2 separate regions of the Zea mays genome follow, and region 2 is linked to region 1. The links are chromatin contacts, called in public Hi-C maps. All regions are on one chromosome and are shown on one strand. Each heading gives the region's core, a stretch centred on a gene start, on an enhancer-like site or on the middle of the called end of the contact. The rest is flanking DNA. Distances are from core to core; before and after follow the strand shown.

Evidence for each region. Hi-C and Micro-C count contacts between places; a contact is called where the count stands out from the background.
Region 2: a contact with region 1 is called in a Hi-C map of tassel, with 6 times the contacts expected there. The contact joins the promoter of LOC100285582 here to the promoter of LOC103632654 in region 1. A contact is called at or near these places in 4 of 25 Hi-C or Micro-C datasets (bundle sheath, ear, leaf and 1 more).

Annotation. Positions count from the first base shown.
Region 1 is chr7:104,852,939-104,860,311 of Zm-B73-REFERENCE-NAM-5.0, forward strand. LOC103632654 reads left to right here and starts at 5,170. Exons shown (of 1, transcript NM_001346421.1): 1 at 5,170-7,200. The coding sequence starts at 5,690. The coding sequence ends at 6,580.
Region 2 is chr7:105,448,183-105,455,704 of Zm-B73-REFERENCE-NAM-5.0, forward strand. It overlaps LOC100285582 (carbohydrate transporter/ sugar porter/ transporter), which reads left to right and starts at 2,486. Exons shown (of 3, transcript NM_001413640.1): 1 at 2,486-3,178; 2 at 4,065-4,811; 3 at 4,954-5,879. The coding sequence starts at 2,888. The coding sequence ends at 4,968. It overlaps TRNAK-CUU (transfer RNA lysine (anticodon CUU)), which reads left to right and starts at 5,750; the gene lies at 5,750-5,822.

The DNA.
Region 1 (7,373 bases), core at 3,920-6,419:
TGCTACTAACAACCATGGTCTATGCATATGATGAATGAAATGTCTTATGAGGTGGGGGCCTTAGGAGATAATTAAGGGGGGGTTAGGAGTTTAGGGTTTCTAACCTTGGGATTAAATTGGGGATGTTACATGAGTTTTATGTCCTATTTATTTATTTTACTCATTAAACTTCATTAGACTACCCTATTATGGATTCAGTGACTAAACATGACTAAAGAACATTAATTACTATGTGTAAAGGTTGTATGACCCCTATTTAATAGGGCGCATGGAAGAAAGGGGAGGAAACATACAATAAAAATGCCACTTTAATCACTTTTAGTCACCCCTTTCATGATTAGAGAACTAAACTTTAGTTGGGAGCCTTTAGTCACCCTGTTTGTTTCTTTAGAGACTAAAAGATGAAGTTTGTATTAGATGAAATAAAAGGATGAAGTTTGTATTATATGGTACACATGTTTCTAATCCTCATGTTTTGTTTTATTATTCAATCATATTCATGTTTTGCAACGACTACAAGAGACTTGGGGCTATATAAAGGATCCCCCACTACCCCTGGAAGAATACTAATGCAACAAGAAAGTGTAAAACAATTGCATACTCTATTCTTTCTCTTTATCTTGTGTATTTCTCTCTAGATCTAGTGTTGGTGCAGTTATAAGCCAAAAGGGAGAGCAGTGCTACTGGGATATAGTGCTAGCAAGATCTTGAGCAAGCAAGGAGTGTTACTCTACCAGAGTGTTGTCAAGAAGTTGTAAACAACCATGACTTTTGCTATAACTTTCATCAGCATAGTGGAAGACTTGATCCGTCATGGTGACGAATCTGAACAAACGGAGGAAGGAGTTAAAATAGACTCTAAGCCAGGTTGGCTAACTCCAACGTGGAGGTAGGCAAGTATTTCAGGCTTGGCCGGACCACGTGATAAACCTCTGTGTCCCCCTATCTCTCTTTGTTGTTTCTTGTTTGCTTTGTTATTTGCAATTATGCTCTCATCTTGGTATAAGATGTTTATGAAGTGCAGAATGTTGTGAGACAATGACTATAATTCTGATGTGATCTACTCGAGCTAATCTTCATTCCGATGTGTACACTGCTTCGAGTAGAGTAAGAAAGTTTAAGTTTTTGGTGTTAATTTTTATTCGCCCCCCTTAGGCGATATCCAGATCTGTGTTTCCCGCAAAGGGAACTTTCAACTTCAACAATAATGTGAACTCATTTTCGATCATTCTATTAAAAATAGATTTAATCTACTATGTGAACATGTTTTCTATTTGTTATGCATGTTTTATCCATTATTCATGTAATGATTGCTTTAGGAATTAATTTAATCTTAGAGCACAATTTTCTAATATGATTGGCACTTTAAGATGGGTAATAGCTTCACTGGTATTATGAAACATGAAAAGTTCGATAGATCAAAACATTAAGAGATGGTTCGTAAAAGAGAAATGGGAGTATGACTTATAAGCTTCACCTGAGGAGGTTGTCTAAAGGGCGCTAAGTATCAGTCAGATTCTTGAGTGAAACTAGTTTACGCAAAACTACCAATTCAAGGCATAGTCCATCTAGTTGGTATGAGCTAGTGCAACTCTTGAGTTTAGATGGATGTTCAACTCAACAATCTTTATCATAAAACTAGTATATAAACAAAATTTGAGGATATCCGGGAGTCAGTCATGTTGTGTCTTCGAGATCTGGTGGGCGATTGGAGTCTAGTATCTAATTTTCTTAGCAATAAATTTGTATTATTATTGGAGTTTATTGTATAATTTTTTAACAATAATTTCTAAAATAAATCTCGAAGACCCACTTATGTTTTCAACTTTGTCTTGCTTTGCGTGACAAGTTCAAAACTGAATACAGTAGATTTAGATATCGTTCCCAAATCCATTTCAATTTTGTATTCTTTCGCACTTATAATCCTACGCTATCCTCTTATATAATAGAGAGGGCATTCTCTTATAAAGACATCTAAATACATGAGAAACAACCAATCTACTATAAGTTAGGGTTTTAGACAAGAGAGTCATTGTGAGACATGTGGATATAAGGCTCCTCCATCCCTGACGCTAGCATGACGCCGACATTGACAATGTGACCAGTGCCTCTGAAACCTCACTCTGTTGGAGAACCTACGTGGGTTAGGACGAATCAGGTTTTTAGGCAGATCACGCGACTACTCACCGAGTAGATGTGTACTTCAACGCCTACGAACTTCAACAACATAGCTAACTCATTCGATTATACTAGGCCAATCACCACTGTGAGCAATAATGAGTTCATTCAAAGTAGATTTAATCAACTACGTGAATATATTTTTAATTTGCTATATATAGCTTATCAATTATTTATATAGTGATTAATTTTGTAACTAATCTAATATTAAAATTGTACGATTTTCTAACGTAGCATAGCATAATCCAACCACCGTTAGCTAGCGGTGTTGTCCTCCAGCTTGCTCAAGTCATTTCTCTAAACACAGAAGCGTGCTTAACTGGTGAAGGTCCGACCTACATTTGATTTATCACCCAGATAGTAGCTTGCACATGCCCCCCACTTCATTTGTTTTGGGGGTCAAGTAGGTTATTGTTGCTGGTCGCGGATCTAGATGCGTTCGGTCAACGCCCTTGTATGAAGTGACAGATAAAAAAAAAGAAGAATGGCTGCGTCATTAGAATAAAATTTGGATCGTATAGTTTAAAATTCATGGACCACTTTAACATTTAAGACTCCAAACCGGTGGCCGTTAACGAATAAAAAAACTGCTACTAATTTGGTAGACCATACAAATGAGCAAATATGCTCTAAAGTTTAAAAACTGTAGACCAAGATCAAATAGAGCCTAAATGGAACTTTCTTAATTACTACTTTCTCTATTTTAAATCGCAAATCACTCGATCTCTATCCTAGATTAAATGTAACAGATTCATATAAAAACACACTAATACGTGCACCATCAAATTATGTTTTCCCCCTGTATATTTGATTATTTAAACATGTAGATGTTAGCACATTTTTCTATGAAAACTATCAGAGTTAGATAACTTGTCATAAAGCTAAAGTGACCTACGATACTAAATGGAGGGAGTGGTACGACTGATCTGAAATTTAAATATATTCCCAGCTAAGGTGCGCACCTGGTTCTGATTCTTCTGAGAGGCCAAGTTGATGCCCTCGTTTGTAGATCTAGAGGCTTGGTCAATTCCTCCCTGCATATTCGGATTCGGACATTACCAAGAAGAATTGCACATGGACATGGTGGGGCGAAATTTCACATCTCAATCATCATTGCTTCGATTCCCAGCTTACGATCGTTGACCTGCCTGCCTAGCTGCCTCGCCAACTACAACGTGTTCCAAAAGGGTTAAGAGAGAGGAGCCAAACTGATTTCATTGCTACGTATACGGTTTTTATGTATCGTACATGTAGATGTTGCTTAAATAAGATGTATATTTAAACACGATTATATTTTTTTTTAATTATTGATATGTGTGTATATATTGATAATAACTATTCTTTATATAACGCAAACATACATAAATTAGAGTTGAAACGTTTTATGTGAAGCAACCATGCGCTTGTTGGAAGGAGGTGACACACGAAGAAGCTAATGTTTAAATTATACTTCTTTTATTTTTTTTATTTGTTGCAGTTTAGTTTAAAAATAAACTAGTCGATAACAAATATTCAATAATGGATATAGTAATAGAGTTATATGTCGAATAAGGGTCATGTGAAAAAGTAGTTTGCTTCAATATGAAAAAGGCATACGACAATCGGTCTCACGAGCAAGCACACGGTGCACGCACAATTTGTGATCCCATGCACGGGTGCGTGACGCCGCAAAGGAGATGCGTGGGACCGGCGCACGCAGCAGCGGGCGTGGCTGCACGCACGGCACGTCTGTAACTGCAACAGCGAGGTCTGTAATGGCGTCACGTCGGGCAACGGCGAATGTGGCGGCACGAGAAGGATGCGTGGTGAGAGCGACGCCAAACCACGGTGCCGGCGTGTGCCAATCCAACGAACCCAACACGCAGAATACATGATGCGAAAGGCGATTAATTTCTTTTCTTTTTTTTTTCGTTTCAGTTGCCGACCGTATTCTGGGCCTGTTTGGTTCAGCTTTTTTCTGACCAGCTTTTCTGAAAATCTAGCTGTGGGGAGAATCTGGCTGTGCGAAGAATCTGAGTATCATTACGATTACGTGTGGAGGAAGATAAAGTTGTTTACAGGGCTCAGGATCTAGAAAGTGACGGATTCCTACTATTACAACGACTCAACCGATTATGTGTTTATGTTGATTTTGAATGGTTTTTGTCCCAACGAATTTTATAGAAACTGGCTGAAAAGCTGAGCGTTTGGCAGTCCGCAGCAGCTTTTGGTGACCAGAAGCTGCCAGAAGCCGAAACAAACAGGGCCTATACGTGACGCTCTGGAGTGTGTTTTCCAGACACGCATGGTTCTCTTCTCTGGCATCACTAGCACCGGTGACCAAACTTGCCGTACAAAAAACGGGGCTGAAGGAAATCACCATTGCCGCTCACCCAAATAAAGACTGTTCCGTTCATTGCCGGTTGGGTGTGGTTCAAACGCCTAATGATCGGCCTCAAGTTGCCGATGGGTTCATTCTCCTGGCTGAGAAAAAAAAAATATACATAGTCGCTCTAGCATATTCGATGTGCATCTCCTCGTCTGCCAGCCTCGAGCACCAAACACCGGCGCAACAAACGAGAACCCGCCACGTGTGCTACCACCGACACCAAGCCGTGGAGCAGGACCATACGCGCCAGTACGTGGCGCTCGGCCAGTGGTCAAAGGCTCTGCGGCAGCAGCACCCCGCCGCATCCGATCCCATTCCACGGAACGCCCGTGCAATTATGGCACCGCGTGGAGTCCGCAGGGAGCAGGTCGCTGGTCCACTGGCCAGTGACTCACTCTCCACGCTCTGCCACTGCCACCATCATCGCTGACACGCTGCTGTAGGAAAAGGGGGGCTTCTCGCCGGCGGAGTAGGCGCGAAGCATAGTAATCCGTAATCAGGAATCACTCACTCCTCCAAAAATTACGGCGACACTGCGATGAAACTGAGGGTTAGGGGGGCGCTAATCAAATGCGGCGAGGCCGCGTCGCTATAAAAGAGCTCCTCGCGCCTCCTTTCCACCTCCCCGCCCCACCAAACACTCCCGCAGACCCACAGCCCCGCCCGTCCCCGTCCGTCCACAGCCAGCTCCGCCTCCCATCCAGCGCCCGTCCACAGCCGCCGCAGTTCCAGTGAGATCGAGCGAGGTAAGCTTAGATCTGAGCGATTTCTCTCGCGCGTCGCAGGTAAAGTTCACTCGACTTCGACTCTCTCATCCTCTTCTGTTCTTCCTGGTTCCGTCTTCTTCCTCGAGCAGACAGCGAGAGACCCGTGGCCTTTTAGATCCCGGGCTTCAGATCTGCTGTTTCTTCTTCGGTTTGGTTCTAGTTCTAGCAGTGTACTAGTACTAGTCGTTAGGTTGGTAGCCAAGAGAGGTTCTTTTTCCACACCTCCCTTGCGCAAGTGAGTCCTGTCCTGAGTGGATCTACCCACCACTGCCATCTGTTTTTACTGTGGCTGTTGGGTTCCGCCAGTTTCTTCGTTTGTTCTTGGTTTGCTAGAGAGAGAGGAAAAAAAACAAAAAAACAAAAAAAAACAGTCTAGATGGCTGCTACTATAGATCTGTCAGGGGAGGAGCTGATGAGAGCACTCGAGCCTTTTATCCGGGATGCCTCTGCTCACGGATCCAGTCCGCTCCTCCACCCGCACCAGCCACTTAGCCCCTCGTCGCCGTTCTCCTTCCACCAAGCCGTCGCCGCCGCCTCCTCCTACGGAGGGAACTACCCGTTCGCCGCGGCCGACGAGGCGGGCCAGCTGAGCCCTTCCCAGATGCAGTACATCCAGGCCCGCCTCCACCTGCAGCGTCGCCAGGCACAGACCTCCGTGCTGGGCCCGCGTGCCCAGCCCATGAAGGCGTCCGCGTCCGCGGCCCCCGCCCCGGCGCGGCCGCAGAAGCTGTACCGCGGCGTGCGGCAGCGGCACTGGGGCAAGTGGGTGGCGGAGATCCGGCTCCCGCGCAACCGCACCCGGCTCTGGCTCGGCACCTTCGACACCGCCGAGGAGGCGGCGCTCGCCTACGACCAGGCCGCCTACCGCCTGCGCGGCGACGCGGCGCGCCTCAACTTCCCCGACAACGCCGCCTCCCGCGGCCCGCTCCACGCCTCCGTCGACGCCAAGCTCCAGAGCCTGTGCCAGAGCATCGCCGCGTCCAAGAAGGGCGCCAAGAAGCCGGCCTCCGCCGCAGCTGCCGCGTCGTCGTCCGCCCCCACCAGCAACTGCTCCTCGCCGTCGTCCGACGACGCGACCTCGTCCTGCCTCGAGTCCGCCACCGAGTCCTCGTGCCCGTCCCCGTCGCCGTCCGCCTCGCCAGGGCCGACGGTGCCGGAGATGCAGCAGCTGGACTTCAGCGAGGCGCCGTGGGACGAGGCCGCCGGCTTCGCGCTCACCAAGTACCCGTCGTACGAGATCGACTGGGACTCCCTCCTCGCCAATTAATCGTCGCCCCTTGTTGGCTGGCTGGCTGGCTGGCTCCCATCCTACCCACACTGCCGTCGTGCAGCAGGAGGAGGGTTAAAGAAGGTTAACGGCCGTCGCGCAGATGGGATTTTAGACATCCTGCGCGGGCACTAGTTGGATCATTAGTGCTAATCCCCGTCCGTCCGTTCGTTGGTTGGTTCTGTGTAGATGTCCGTCCGATTCGTTTGGTCCTTGTCACTGGTGAGTCAGTTGTAGATCTCGGGTTATTTAGGGTTTGGTTCTCCGGAGGAGGAGAGAACCACAACCGACGGGAAGCCGGCGTTTTTGTGTCCGGCGTTCTCCGGTGGTGGCCGGTACGTGTCACACTGGTCAGTGACCCCACCCCCCCGGCCGTTCAGGTGTCCGTTGTCCTGGTAGCTGTTTTTGTTGTGCTAGATGGTGTGCTGTGCTCTACAGGTTGTAAAGAGCAGCACGGTGTGATGTGAGGAGATGCTTGTCAAGCAGTAGTGCTCCGTATGATGTATGTTGTAAAATCAGCTAGCTAGCTGTGTCCAGGAGTTGTAATTTGATGAACTGCTACTGTTGGTGCTACTATTGTATGGTTTATTGTTGTATAAACAATCTGTGTTCGGCTGTTCCCCAGTTTTTCCTTGATTTGAATGTTTGCAAGTAATCACGGCCACAGACACAGACGGCGTGCGTGCGTTCGCTCTGATGATATTAGTAGATTGTCTTGAGCAATCTCAGCTCAGAAAGTTCAACGTTCTTTTTATTTACCACAGACACAGACGGGGCGACCTTGATGCGGCGG
Region 2 (7,522 bases), core at 1,236-3,735, 590 kb after region 1:
GAAGAAATTAAAAGACCAAAATGTTCTGGATAACTCATCTTGAAAACATTTTTATTATTCTTATTATTATTAAATAATGATTACAACCATACATTCGACTTTATAGAGAACAACGTAAAAGGCAAAAGGAGCAAATGCAAGCTTCGTAGGTAGAGCGACTCAATTCTCTCCCTCCTGAAAAACGTCGTCTCGTGCATGGCACTCTACCTCTATTTATAATGTTGAACTAGAGTACAATTTCGTACGAAATTGCATTTATGTCCTCAACCCTATACAAATAAACTACAAGATTAACTGAGGGTGTTGTCGTCTGTTTCTTCATAGTCGTGTTGAGCAAGCTTTGAAGTTTTCATTCTTTGTTTTTGTTGGCACATTTATACTGCAGAGCCGAACCTTTTTGCTTCGTCTTCGCTTGCACGTCACTCCTAAACGAAGGTAATCTTCACCAACCCCTCTGTTATACTTGAAACAAACTTTGGAACATTTGATAAACCAATGTTTTGATTTTGATGGCCTTAGATGAAAGCAGGCTGAACAAGTTCTACACAAGAAAAAAGGTAGAGCATGATTTTAGAAAAAAATGAAACTAGTTTTATATTTTTCTAAGCTAAAATAATTTTGATATTTATTCTAGAAAAAAATGCGTGGTTATTGTTTTAAAATAAAGGTGTTTCTATACTCGTTTATAGAGTGTAAGTGACCTCTGCAAGGTATCACGAAAATTCAATTTATCTTTCTCTGGCTGACTTATTAGCGCTACATAGGAGTGTTGGCCATGTAAGAAAAAAAAAACGTTATCAAAACGGCTCAGAGAGGTTAATTGAACGTTTCAACGGTTAGAGGAGTCTAAGAAAACGATTCTCTAATTGAGAAGTATAAATTAAATCAAACGGACTTTTTTCGGGAAGGCTTCGTAAGTCGGCGCTTGGTGTGACCGCAGATGGTGATATATTAGGTATCAGAGGTAGGACTAGAATTTATGGCAGACCAAAAAGATCACATGATAGCTATGACTTACTAGTTTGCTAAGTCCGTCGATCGTCGGGGACATGTCATATCGTTGCGACGAGCGAGATCTAGCTTGTCGGGCGGAGGTTATATCGTTGCGACGAGCGAGATCTAGCTTGTCGAGCGGATCAACGTCACAATGAAAACAGGACAAGGGACAGAGTTGGCGGTGTCGCATCGGGAATGGGTCGGCGACGAAAACAGGGTAGCGAGCAAACTGGTTTAGGTGATGTCGAAAAGATTAGGATCGGACTGGTAGATGCAAGGACTGGACTGAGAAGATCTGACAAGTAGGCTCATTACAGGGTTGTTCTAGGCCATGTTCTAAACCTATAAAGAAAATTGTTAACTGGTTTTAGCTAGGTTGGGGCATCTAATAACTAATACTTATTTGAGGAGTATAGCCAATAATTAGTTGATTCATTCTAAACCTTTCAGCTAATTTTAGTGACTAACTATTAGTTTTAGAGGTTTAGAACAAGACTTTATACCAGGGGCGAAGCCAGACAACGAAGTTATTGGGGTCACTTTCACTAGATAACAATATATTTGTATAGTATTTTCCAAATTTTATAGGGGTCAGCTGACCCCAACAAATGCCCCCGGCACCGCCCCTGCTTTATACTATCTAAAATTTTGATTTTTTTTTCTACGCTTAACACTAAATAATCATTAGATATAAAAAGATGCGCAAAATTGAGGGGTCATGACCCACTTTGCCTCCCTTTAGATCCGCCTCTAATTAGATCATCTTCAACAACTAATATTTCTGCTCCTAGTTTCTTTATATATTAGAATCCTTCTAAAAGTCTAAATCCCTAAAAAAACACCGAACTCTAACAGCTCCTTAAATATACCCAATTAGAAGAGCAGTCAGCCAATCAAAAACGACAGCACAAGCATCGGCCTCGCACGCACACATGTATCTGCAACACGGACGCGAGCACGCTCTAGAACGTGGGAGTGTGAAAAAAAAACTAGATAGAGGCAGCGGTGGCTCGACCCTAAATTTATATTGCTAGTCTCTAGTTTTGGGGCATCAAAAAAATTGGGAGCACATACATATTAGGAGCGGTTGAACTAGTATTTTTTCATCTTTTATGTCTAAACTATAGTTTTGGAAGTTAATTAGAAGATGTCGAAGATGCTCTTAATTTGCATGGGCTTAGATAGTCAGCACAAACTTTGTGCAAGTTGGGCCAGGCCCATAACGTGTTCGGAAGGCCGAAGTCGACACAATAACGGCACTGGACAGTGTATTCTGACGAGTGGCAGCTAGTAGATAGGCTGGTGGCCGCCGATGGAAACGGAAGCCACGTTCCTCCGGACTGAATATTTTGAGTTTCTATAGACACGTCACTGGTGCTCCGGGACACGCGGAAGCGGAAGCGAAGCAGGCCAAGTCCGGCGAGCTGACTTCACCCCTAGTTGTAGCTGTACTATGCCTCTATCTGTGTGGAACTGCTGTATGGATGATTGTCTCTGTCTTTGACAGCTGGCCCGGTCCCTAAAATCCATCGAAATCCTCCGATTTCCGAAGACGAGACGGATATGCGGTGTGCCAATGTCAAATCTCTGATAGCATTGGTCAATTGACTCGTCCTGAATGCCTCCTCCTAACCTTTGGATCAACAATGGAGGGCGGGGAACGCACGCGTTGCAATTGCAATTGCAACATCCGAACGCGTCGGCGAGCTAGGCGAGCAGATGAACCCCGGTCACTGTTCCCAACATCTCCATCGACGAACATTTCCACGAAAATCTCGCTGCTCTCGCGAAAAAAGGACGCCACCCGCCCTTGCTTGCTCTCCAGTTTGCACCCTGGAGGCAGGTGCAGGGGCGCTCCTCGCCAGCGGGCAGTCAACCGCCCGCGTCGGCCATGGCGGAGGCGGGGAGGCGGACGCTTGCGCTGGTGAACCTGGCGGCCATCATGGAGCGCGCCGACGAGGCGCTGCTGCCCGCGGTGTACCGGGAGGTGGGCGCAGCGCTGGGCGCCACGCCCGTGGCACTCGGCGCGCTCACGCTCTACCGCTCAGCCGTGCAGGCCGCCTGCTACCCGCTGGCCGCCTACGCCGCCGTGCGCTACAACCGCGCCCACGTAGTCGCCGTTGGGGCCGTTCTCTGGGCCGCCGCCACCTTCCTCGTCGCCGTCTCAGACACCTTTGCCCAGGTCCGTTCCCTAGAAAATCCCTGCTTTATCCGGCGGCGTGTTTTCTTTTTTCTCTTTTGGCGTGGGATCTCTTGCCACGAATTTGGTAGGCCACCAGTCCAATTGTGCTCAGCTTTGGATCTGATCATAGAACTATGGTGCGGATTCCAGCGGTATATGCTTCGGTTCACTGCTTTGGTTCATCCGCCGAATAATTCTGTGCTTTGTGCTTTCGCTGTCCAGGATTTACTGGCCAAAAAGATAACGAAGGTTCACTTTAGTTCCCGGTGCGGCTTTGTGCATTACCTTTGAGATGCTATAGCAAACCAAGTTTAGATCAAGATCACCGAAGAAAAAAGTCAACACGGTTTTTTTTTTGCTGTTATTTTTCCGGAGGAGTCAGAATTATTACTTAAATTCAGTTAAAATTTGCAAGTAATGCATTCAATGTGGCTTTATCGAAACATACGAGGAAAGTATAACTGCCATATTCATGGCTGTTAATGGTTGATTTATGTACATAATTATCTGATAACCATGAAATTGGTGTTTTCCTTTTTAAAAAAATGTGTTTTATTTCTTCTCATTTCAAGTTTTGAAGTGGCAACTTTCTCTGTATTTTTCTCCTGGATATAAAACTGTTTTAACTTTCGACCTGTTGTACTCTAATCTGGTTGAATCTCCACGAAATGTCATTGTTCACAACCAAAATTGATTTTGAAGTTCGAAAAAACCTTGAATTTAGTTTGCTTGACATTTTACCGCATCAATTTGCACGCGGTGAAATTTAACTTAAAATAAAGTTTCTATTAGCCCTCAACAGAACAACAGTTCTTTTTTGTATATCTGAGTAAAAGAGTAAAAGATGAGAAGATGTGTGCATGAAAAATGCCTTTTTTTTTAGCAGGTAGCGATAGCTAGATGTTTGAATGGTATTGGCCTAGCACTTGTCACCCCGGCGATCCAATCTCTGGTGGCAGATTGCTCTGATGACAACACTCGAGGCGCCGCATTTGGATGGCTTCAACTTACGGGAAACATTGGTTCAATTATTGGTGGTTTGTTTTCCCTGATGCTTGCACCCACCACAGTCATGGGTATTGCCGGCTGGCGTGTTGCATTTCACATTGTTGCTGTTATAAGCGTTGTAGTCGGTGTGTTGGTTGGCCTATTTGCAGTGGACCCTCATTTCCTCCATGTTGAAAGTGGCGAGCAGCTGTTACGCAAGTCTGCATGGGCAGAGATGAAGGATTTGGTGAGAGAAGCCAAGGCTGTTGTGAAGATCTCATCGTTTCAGATCATTGTGGCTCAGGGTGTCACAGGCTCGTTTCCATGGTCTGCCCTGGCCTTTGCCCCAATGTGGCTGGAGTTGATGGGGTTTACGCACAACAGAACTGGGCTCCTGATGGTAACATTTGCATTGGCAAGCTCACTTGGAGGGCTGTTAGGTGGAAAGATGGGGGATCACTTTGCTACTCGCTTCCCGAATTCCGGCCGAATAGTCCTGTCGCAGATAAGCTCAGCTTCTGCTATTCCGTTGGCTGCTCTGTTGCTTTTGGGGCTCCCTGATAACTCTTCTGGTTCCTTGCATGGACTTGTCATGTTTATCATGGGTCTGAGCATCTCCTGGAATGGTCCTGCAACTAACAAGCAAGTATATTTTCACCTTTTATTTGTTTCATTCGTTTCTGCATTAGTACTTCACTGATCAGGGCATAAAATGTATTTTATGACATGCAAGAGTAGCTCTATGAAATTCTTGAGTGCTGGCAATAATGATTCTATCTAATGTGCAGCCCGATATTTGCTGAGATTGTACCTGAGAGGTCAAGGACAAGCATCTATGCATTGGACCGTTCTTTAGAGTCAGTTCTAGCTTCATTCGCTCCACCAGTTGTTGGGTTTCTAGCCGAGCATGTCTATGGGTACAATCCCGTCCCCTACGGAGCTGCAGATAACAATGTTGGCAGGGATAAATCAAATGCTGGCGCCCTAGCCAAAGCTCTGTACACGTCGATCGCCATCCCTATGCTGCTGTGCTGCTTCATCTACTCCCTGTTGTACCGGACGTACCCACGAGACAGGGAGAGGGCAAGGATGGACTCTCTGATCACTCCAGAGCTCCAGCAGATTGAACTGGAAAGATGTCATGGGCAAGCGGATTATTATTCTGGAAGGAAGGACAAGGACGGCTCTACTGTCTTCGATATGGATTACAGAGGAATCGACGCCTATGATGACGAGAAGGGATTAATCGATCAGCAGGCTAAGCAGAGCGGCAATGTCAAGTGGCACAGGAGTCATTCACAGAATTTGTGACGTTTTTGCCAAAGTATCAGTGCTCTCGGATCTGTACAGAAAACGTGAGTGAGAGTGAGTTACCTCTCGAAGGACGATTACATAGGGTTGTTTAGATAGACTCAGAAGCATCAGAACAATTCGGTTATGTTCAGCATTATATATATATATATATATATATAATAATAGTATAAGACTTTTGGAGGAATATGGAGGTGAATATATATTTGTATTTGATCAGACCGACGAGGCTACTATACAAATTATGTAATCAGTAAAACAAAAATATAAACTGCCCGTCTAGCTCAGTTGGTAGAGCGCAAGGCTCTTAACCTTGTGGTCGTGGGTTCGAGCCCCACGGTGGGCGTTATTTTTGTTCACTGTGTGCTCTTCAATCAATGATCAGAGTTTATATATATTTTGCCAAACGGCCAGAAAGCCCGACACTAATCAGACAACCAACAATGGGTCCGTTTCTGGTCACCAAACTTTTGCTTCTCAGTCTGATTTTGTCGTAATGTAACTATATTATGTGAAAATCGGCTAAATTAACATAAATGTATAATCCATCGAATCGTCATGATAAGAGGAATTCGCTGCTTTCTAAACTCTAAACCTTACGGACCTCTTTATGTTACTTTGCACGTAAGTTCCATAACATCTATTCTCGTGACAACTAAATTATACACGAATCTAGGTTCTTAGAAAAACTCTTCAGAAAAAATTACCATATAGGCCTATAGAGTAGGCTTATAGTGAATGATTATGAGACAACTGGAACGGCACGATGAACAAAACAAACTATAGTGAATGGTCATTATCAGGGTATACCTTTTCGTTTTAACTTATTTTTTTGTAAGGCGTGGAAAAAAATCCAACAAATTTCGTTGAATTTCGCTATTTCTGATCGAGATGGTATTTCAAACTTTCTGAAAACAAATTTCGTTTTTCTCAGTCGGAAAATGCTGTTTCTCGGTGAAGTTTCTTGTTTGTGGACCAAAAAGAACCGAGTAGGTGTGAAAACATTAAGATTTTTTTCTTGAACACGCAGGTGAGCTACGTATCATTATATTAAAAAAAGAAATAAGGCCCGAAAATGAACCAAAATAAAAGTTACATGGATCTATCATGGAGGCAAGTACACAAAAAACCAGAAGAGATTCATAAAAGAAACTAAACCAAGGCACATGGGGCCATAGAGGCCACAGCGCACTCAGACTGGACGCTCCAGCTAGACGCCAGGCTGCAGCCTCATCTCTAAGGCTATCCGCAACCGTTACCTCTAAATTTTTCCCCCTATATCACTTTTCCCCCCTATTTTCCCCCCTATTTTTTCATCTCCCGCAGCGGTTCCCCCTAAATACTCCCCCTATACCCCACTACCACTATAAAATATCATTTTCTATACCAACTATCAATTTTTTATCTACTAACAATTACTCGTGGACCCACAGCACAGTGTTTAGGGTGATGAACAGTGACACGCTAGATCTGGGGGGAGAGAGAAGGGGACCGACACGTAGGGGGCGCTGTAGGGGGCACCGCTGCGGCCATAGGGTGCCCCCTACAGCCGACATGCAAGGGGAGGGGGCGCGGTAGCGTTCACCGTTGCGCTCAGTCTAACGACTTGCAATACCTTAGCAATACTAGGATTAGATCCCTCAAACGCACACACATTGCGATGCTTCCACAGATACCATGAGACTAGCATTGCCACTAAGTTGAAACATTTCCTGTCACTTCTTGGGACCAGGGATAAAGCCGAGCACCACCATTCCTACAGACCTAGATCATCTGGCCCAGGAACACAACACCGAAGGCCGACAAAGGAGAGGGTTATGAACCAGACCTCCCTAGTGAACACACATGTGACAAACAAGTGGTTCACATTTTCGTTATGTTGATCACACATCAGGCAATGTTCCGGATGAGACGTTCTGGGTGAGGCAGTGAAGTGTCCCCATTGTTTAGGACTCAAATGTAATACAATTACTAGTCATAGGAAGGTAGTAATCACATTTATTGCATCAGACAGAACATAGTCTTATAAATAAATATTACAATATC